Linked DNA regions of Oryzias latipes: region 2 is linked to region 1. The links are chromatin contacts, called in public Hi-C maps. All regions are on one chromosome and are shown on one strand. The core of a region is the stretch at or near the end of the contact, and the rest is flanking DNA. Distances in the headings are between cores, read along the strand shown. Region 1 holds the start of ngef (ephexin-1). Region 2 holds the start of omg (oligodendrocyte-myelin glycoprotein).

Region 1 (4,198 bases), core at 865-3,364:
TTAGATCTTTAGAAAGATTAACATTTTTATCTTCTATTGTTTTGTTGCAAATTCTGTCTGAAAAAGATGACATTTAAGTAATTATTCTTCATTTATCATTAAATTAACATTTATTCTCCTCCCTGTTCATGTTCAAACATTTCTTTCTTTTTTTTTAAGACAATCCTTTGACCTGTTTCCTCCACAGGATGAAGCCCCTGTGTGACGTTTGTCATGTCTGACCTGACCCATGGATCACTTATCAGACAGCTCTGGTTCTGAGCAAGCAAACTCCATAAAAACCTGATCCTGTCAGGTTATAAATCTGATATCTTGCAGGACTCTGACCTTTGAGCGCTGATAAGATAAGAAATCTGATGACATAAATAATTTCGGTTTCTCAGCATTGATGTCGATCTGTTTCTGTGAGATGAAAAGGTCTGTTCAGTCCGCAGATCTGGTCTCTGTGCCTCTGATCTTACAGGGTTATTTTTCAGCTCTAACAAAGTTGCTGCAGTGTCTTCATTAATGGGGTGTGCGCAGTTGCACAGTGGTTGGCGCTCTCATCGCATAGTGAGAAGGCCCTGTCTTAAATTCTGTCTGGGACCTTTCATTGAGGAAATGCATTTTCTTCCCATGCATGTGTGGGTTTTTCCCGGCACTCCAGCTTCCTCCCACAGTCCAAAACATTCTTCATGGGTTAATTGATTACTCTAAAGTAGGGGTCACCAACCCTGTTCCTTCTGGGCTACTGCCCAGCTTGCTCAGCAGCAAACCCTGCTTCAGTAATTGCTGCTCAGCTGGATCAGGGTGTTCAGTCAATCAGAAACTGGGCTGATTCAATCCAGCTAATCAGCATCTACTGAAGCAGGGTTGGCTGCAAAACAAGCAGGGCGGCAGCCCACGAGGACCGGGGTTGGCAACCCCTGCCCTAAAGTGTGCATGTGGGAGTCATTGTTTTTCCTGCTACAGCCTGGCAATCTGTCCAGGGTGTGCCCCGCCTTCGCCCAACAGTAGTTAGGACAGGCTCTGGCAACCCCCCAAAGGGATGTACTGCGTTAAGAAAACGGATGGATGCATCTGATTGTGTCTTAACTTCTGTGTGTTCAAAGCTTCTGTGTGTTTCTTTTTTGCAAATGCCTTTACTGCAGACACAAACAGTGAAAGAAGCCAAAAATGCCAACAGAGGATCTCTGCTGTTCCATCAGCAGCAGCAATCAGCACCTCTCAACCGCTGGAAAACGATCCCACCAACAAGAAAACTCACAGATTTCTGTATTCTTCCAGTTTTTTTCTCAGAGGGTTTAATGGGTCTCGTATCATGAGAATCATGGTAAATCAAGCAAATGTGAGCTGACACGGGTGTCCCTTTGCCTGTAGACGTTAACGATGATCCATGTTTACAAGTTCCACTCACGCTGAGCTGGATTTAAAAACGGGATATCAGAAAATCATTACAGAACTTTGTCTTCAGTGTCAAACACAAAAAAGTTTGCAGGTGGGGTTGTTGCTGGAAGAAAAAAAAAAGTAAATCTGATTTCACATCTTCATAAACAACATTAAGGACTCTTTTTGTCCCAGAAGTCCAGGAATCAAAGGTTTTTTCATTAAAGTTTTCATCAGATTTCTTTTCCACAACAATTTGCCAAAAATGAACTCGAATCTATTCATTCTAAAGACTGTGATAAGCCCTCTGTGCTTGGAACAGTAGAGTCCTCTCCTTGAGGGAAGTGAGGCTGGGCAGGGTCACCGCTTGTCACAAACATGCAGCAGAGTTACAAGCTTCATCTCCTGTGCAAAGGTCACGCTTCATCACATTCTGGCAGAAGCAGAACAAAAGCTACAAATGCTTTGCAATTACTGCATTTCAATTCTCTAAAGGCCCTGTCTCCTCATTTGTGAGCAGTGATGAGTTAGTGTCTGACCAAAACTCAACTAAATGACAAAAAGTCAAAGTGCTTTTGTGGTAGTGAGTGGAGCTGCATGTCTCAGCTTCAGCGCTGTGGGATAATGTGAACTTTAAACTCTTGCGGTCAGCTGACTCCAGATCAAACTGCAGCAGGGGCCCTGACTGAGCTGCTCTGTAAACACTGCACTCATGACAGTGGGATTCAGCCCAGGGCACAAACGGCAGGTTCAGGGATGAGAGGCAGACATGGATGTGAGCGGATGCTTTCTGAAACAGGTGGCTTTTCCGGTTCCACGACAGCTGCACTGTCAGGGCCCAACCAGCTCAGGAATGTTGCAGTGTGACTGGGTGTGTTGAGAGAAACCCGGAGAGGAGGGACAAAGATACGCAGTCATAAATCCAGTGATTACAGTTCAGCCACCGACAGTGCCCACAGTCCTGCCTTTTACAGCGCTCATCGATCCTGACGTCTGGCTGACCTCAGCTTTTGGACCTGCTTTCGTCCACAACTTTCCGTTCCAAAACATGGATTTGCTCCTGGATTACGGATAGTTAGGACAACAATCTCTGTATCAGCTTCCTCCAGATCAAGTCAATATTTCCAAAGTGAAACGGGGACAGGAGTCTTGTCATGTCTGTGATAGCTTTATTCCGGAGCAAGTGGGGACAGAAAGCACAGGAAGCCCCGAACAAGCAGCGGGTGACAGAGGTGGTCCAGAACAGTCGCAATGTAGATGATGAAGATGAAGACTCTGCTACCGGATTCAGCCGAGAGCCCATCCGCAGGAACTCGCGCTTCTACCGCTCCATGAGGAAGAAGAAGACGGCAGGCAACACCGAGCAGACTGACAGTAAGACTGTGCTGTTTGGTTTCAGCTGAGCCACATCAGCGCTGCTGTTTCATACTGATACTTCCAAAGGAAACTGCCATCAGACTGGTTGGTCAGGGAGAAACTGATTATGGAAGTGAGTGTGAGATTGCAGGGCATCACATGACTGTCAGCGGGGCTCACACACTCTGAGTGCTGTGTTCCCCCAGTCTCAGTGAATGCAACACAGCTTAGACTTTGGTCAGAATCAAGGCGTCAATACTTTAATACTTAACTAATCAAACATGACAAACATTAAATTACAGCCATTAAGACACTAAGAATGATAACCAGTTTCACTAATGAATCCCTTTTCATTTTATATTATAAAAAAACATCAAAGCACTTCTGTATATTGTTAAAAATAAAAGCTTTGATAAAGAATAATAAAATCAGAAATATCTTTATTGTCATTGTTGTACAATGAAGATTGTGATACCATAAAAAATGGCGTCGTTCTCCACGTGTTTTAAAGAATATATACTATTAAGGATTGAAATAATCTAAAATGTAAATGTAAACTATAAAAAAGAGCAAAAATATGTAAATTAAAAAACATGCATTGCACATGCATTCTATACATTGGACTTCCTTAACCAAACATTTCACAAGTATGGTAATCACACAGATGTCACAGTGTTTTTTTCTGTTTTCAATAGTCTGTATTTTGTTCAGCCGGTTGACTGTTTTAGGGGAAAAACACTGTTCTTTAGTCTGTTGGTGCAGGCCTTGTGAGATCTGAGGGAAGCAGCTGAAGCAGACGGTGGTTGGGATGGAGGGAGTCTTTGATGATGTTTTTGGCCCTACTAAGATGCTGGGGGCTGGTGATGTCCTCTAGGTGGGCAGGGTGGTGCCGGTGTTCTTCTGGGCCCAGTCAGTCACCTTGCGTACCTCGCTGGAATGAATAAAAGGATGGAAGGAGAGGGGCAGTCGTTGCTTTAGGTTGCAGATTAAAGACTTGATTCAGGGCTCTCCCAAGTCTTGGAGCTCTTCCACTGATCCCATGACGGCCATGTGAGTGAAACAATCAGAAGCAGGCCGTGAGGAGTAAAAGGAGCAGAGTGTGACATTAAAAGAGGATGTCTGAGGGCTTTCTCTGCTGCTGAGTGGAGGTGCAGATGGAACTGGAAGGCCCTGTCGCCTTTTGACATGTGCCAAACCAGGCTGTCACATCCAGAAAAAACACCTATTGTAAATCCTAAAAATAGATGAAAACATGCAACATTTTGCATGAATAGACCTAAATTGATTATTATTTCCAAGTATCTAAACAATTTAAAAAACAAAAAAGACAATGAGGTTGTGCAAGCACAACAAAGAAGCTACATATTAGCACAAAATTGCACCAATACTCAGCCATAGAACTATTCATAAAATACTATCACAAACATTGACTCTGACATCATCACATGCTTGGAAGAGAGTCAAAAGGAATTGACGC
Region 2 (4,198 bases), core at 1,029-3,528, 190 kb after region 1:
CATAAATGAAATGGATTTTAGCACACCTGGAAATAAATTATGGCCTGAAAGGGGATAAAGGTATCCCAATGGATTTGACCACTACATGTCTGCCCATGCTCATGTTGGGACACAGGAGCCAAATTCAAACCGCGTCCTCTGTGCTCTGAGGAAGCCGAGAATGGCCTTCCTTCCTTTTTTATTCTCATGATAAAGAGATGGTGGATGTTGTTTTACGAAAAAATTGAATTTGTCCCGCCCATTTCCCTTATTCCGCCCATAACTGGACCCTATAAGCCCAAACCCCTGACCACAGGTTGAATGACAGAGTCCAGGCCCACCAAGCATCTCTGCCTGATTCGTCCACTGAGCTCCAGAACCACAAACATCAGCAAACCCCAACAGCCACACAGCTTTGCCTGCAATCTGCAGCAAAACAAAGCAGTTTGCCAGAGAAAGAGTCGAATAACAGAAGAATCGTCATTTGAGGAGGTTTGCCCAGCTGCAGCTGCGCAGACGGCTGCAGTTCAGTCCTGCTGTTGGTGTCAATCCATTAGTGACCAGATGACGGGGTCAGGCCGTCTACACGGTTACAGAAGGATCTGGCTGGAAGGACTGCGTGTCCTTGGGAAAAGGACGTGTTTTCTTTTGATAACGACATTGTAGATGTCGTTTTCACGAGAATATAGGGAAATAAAAGAAGGTAGCCGTTCTTGGCTTTTGAGGTGCTCTTATCAGTTGGCCACATCAGAATTCCTGTCATACTGGAGTGTACTTCTGAAAATGCATTATTTCTCTTTGTTCAGATATCCTGAAATCTGTTACAGAGGTTATAGTACAAAACTGTATTCAAACCCTTTTCCTTCCTTTATTGGAGGCTTTTATTGAACTGAGAAACTGGTGAGACCTACTACAGCAGCCTGCTTGTATTCTTGCTTAGCTCCTTTTTTACAGATGCAGGTCTTATTCGTTTATACGGCCCCATCATTCAGTGTTTCAGGGCCAAGCGCTTGGCTCTAAAACTGTGCTCCTGTGCTCTTGCCCGGGACAGGTTATCGGGCGCATGTGTAAGATCATCGACAAGACCTGCCTGTCGCCAACGCCAACCCTGGAGCAGCACCTAATGTGGGACGACATCGCCATCCTTGCACGCTACATGCTCATGCTGTCCTTCAACAACTCTCTGGATGTGGCAGCACACCTGCCATACCTGTTCCACGTGGTGACCCTGCTCGTAGCCACAGGGCCGCTGTCCCTGAGGGCGTCCACTCACGGCCTAGTCATAAACATCATCCACTCCCTCTGCACGTGCTCACAGCTCAACTTCAGTGGTAAGGACTCAGCCAGGCAGCCTTTTACAGCTTGAAGTAATGCTCAATGGCCACGAAGTGCTCATTATGAGGAATTAACGTTGGACGGTTCAGGCTTCCACAGCATGCATTCATTCTAATAATGCACACTTCGTCAGCCATTAACCCTTGTGCTATTCTATGGGGTCCAGATGACCCGATGCTCACATTGACGTGTTATTCCTACCATGACATCCATGGACACCAGTGAAGATCACAATCATTGAAGAAAAAAGGTTCAGAGCACTGTCTAGTGGATCTAGATGACCCAACTCCCAATGTTAAAGTGCCTAGGATAGCACCAGGGTTACACCTACTTATACCATGATCACTTACAAAAGAGAAAAGTATTTAGCCAGTTTTTAGTCCTTTATTCTTGTTATTTATTTTTTTTGTTTGGATCTTTTTTTTCACAAAAAGTGGACTATTTGTTAGGGGGTGCGGCGTAGTGTCACGCTAACACTACAAGGCGCCGAATGAGCCGGCACGGACCTGGACTGCAGCAACAAAGCAACGCGATATCTATGCTGACGGTCACGATGGTTCAATAAAGCATCATTCAGAGAGAAAGTTCTTCTCTTACCACTTGTTTTTGTCCAGATGATGAAGATAAAGGTTGTTCTAAAGAAGCCGTAGCGGTGATACAGAACATTTAAGATATGTGACCAGAACTTCTTTTTTTAGACATGCGGTTATCACTGTGGATTATCACTTTTTAATGCACACCCAGCAGCCAATCAGAATCAAGTATTCACCCAGTCCGTGGAATGAGTCAGTTTAAGCTGAAGGACAAGCAGCACAGTCACAAAAGGGCATTGTGTCCAGGTCTGTGTTCAAATGCACAGACACACATTCAATAAAACTCAACAACACCACGTTCAGCAGGTCCTCATGTCCAAGTCTGTCCGTGCATCAAACACAATTCTTTGTTGGAGACTTTTCTGTCTGACGATGCTTTCTGCTCTTGTGATGGTCACAGAGGAGACGAAGCAGGTCCTGAGGCTCAGCCTGACCGAGTTCTCGCTGCCCAAGTTCTACCTGCTCTTTGGGATCAGCAAAGTCAAGTCGGCCGCCGTCATCGCCTTCCGCTCCAGCTACAGAGACCGCTCCTTTTCCCCGGGGTCCTACGAGAGAGAGACGTTTGCTCTGTCCTCACTGGAGACGGTCACCGAGGCCCTGTTGGAGATCATGGAGGTCTGTAACCCCTCCCTCATGTTGTGATGTCACTGGCGTGGGCGGTCATACCAGAGGTCAATGTGTCAGATTTGACGTGTTTTGTTGGTTTGAGAGCCGGAGACACAGCAGCTCTTCCAGGAATGAAGCATCAGAGAACAGCCGATTGTGACCCGTTTGTCCAAACGTCGACATTTCCTGGTCTCCTGTGTCCACTGCTCTGGTTTCTGATGTGTCCATGTCTTCCAGGCCTGTATGCGGGACATCCCTTCCTGCAAGTGGTTGGACCAGTGGACAGAGTTGGCTCAGAAGTACGAACCTCTCCCTCATCTTCTGTTTCTGCAGTGCATATGCCAAAGGTCTACAAATGTGTGTGTTTGGACGGCAGGTTTGCCTTCCAGTACAACCCGTCCCTGCAGCCCCGAGCGCTGGTGGTGTTTGGCTGCATCAGCAAGAGGGTGACCCACAGCCAGATCAAGCAGATCATCCGGATCCTGAGTAAAGCCAGCCCGCTGCTCAGCATAGACCGGGTGAGTCGCTTCTGTTCTCACCCATGACGCCATCCGTGACGCACACGCTCTGTGTGGTCTCGAACCAATGAGAGAGTAGCGCATCACATGATTCATTAACAGTCTGAAGCGACCCATATTCTCCTGCAATGTGATGTTTATTTTGCATAGGAGTTTGTTCCCAGACTAAACGAAGGCTTCCTCCATCTGCGCCACATCCATCCAAATATGAAAAAAACGTTTGGCAGGGCTCCAGACTGCGAGCAATTGGTCGCATTTTGCGACCAAAATTTGAGAGTGTGCGACTGAATTTTACATCCAGTCGCACATGTGCGACCAGTAAATTTGCCTCCCCCACCCTTCGTATTTTTTATACATTAAACGTGGAAGGGGCACGTCAATGATCAATGAAATAATCAATGAGACGCAAGCCACACGGACGCAGGCAGACACACACACTCGCGCACATACTCATGAAACGCGAGCACGTACACTCTCGCGTGATACCTGTGTGTGAGGCGGCCACTGCGTGTGAGAAGAATAGGGAAAGCCACTGTGAGTGGCTAAAATGCGTGGAGGGGGCGGGGCCTAGAGATAATCGAGCGCGCGTAAACATCTGTGGGAAGGAAACTGAGACAAATATCACAACCTGATATGTGCGTCTGAGCTATGGGTAAGCGAACTATTGATTCGTTCTTCCGACCTGCGGCTAGTGTACCAGTGCCAGAGTGTACAGCAGGGGTCTCAAACTCGCGGCCGGCGGGCTATTTGCTGCCCCCAAGATGATATTTTGCGGTCCCCGCCTTAATATGAAGGTTTAATGTAACTGCAACCCGCCAGTTTGTATGAATGACACTTTTTCATTGTCGTGCACGGAGCTGACCAACTAATCACAGTGGGGTAAATGACTCTTGGGGGCGGGACAATGACAGGGCTTGAAAGCAGGAAACCTGACAGCCCCCTCCCTCCCCGGGCCACATTAAGAAGTTCCTTACTTTCCTTTAGAACGTATTTATTCGCTCGTAATTTTCTACATACATGCAGTCCGTGCTGAACTTTTCTCTGGGCCACACAGACCCGGAGGAAGGTTTAGGTTTTGGTTACGGCGGCGCATCAAACGGGTTACGGCAGCACACCGCTCCCGTCCCGCGGGAGTCGGGTCAGCTGAGGAGAATAAATGTCCCACAC

What was found. Hi-C and Micro-C count contacts between places; a contact is called where the count stands out from the background.
Region 2: a contact with region 1 is called in a Hi-C map of gastrula embryo, with 2.5 times the contacts expected there. The contact joins the promoter of omg here to the promoter of ngef in region 1. A contact is called at or near these places in 2 of 5 Hi-C or Micro-C datasets (embryo and gastrula embryo).

The regions. Positions count from the first base shown.
Region 1 is chr13:30,554,455-30,558,652 of ASM223467v1, forward strand. ngef (ephexin-1) reads left to right here and starts at 2,115. Exons shown (of 15, transcript XM_023961609.1): 1 at 2,115-2,739. The coding sequence starts at 2,520.
Region 2 is chr13:30,744,618-30,748,815 of ASM223467v1, forward strand. It overlaps omg (oligodendrocyte-myelin glycoprotein), which reads right to left and starts at 2,279. Exons shown (of 7, transcript XM_023961966.1): 1 at 1,912-2,279. It overlaps nf1 (neurofibromin), which reads left to right. Exons shown (of 58, transcript XM_023961964.1): 41 at 1,031-1,310; 42 at 2,308-2,522; 43 at 2,751-2,812; 44 at 2,890-3,031.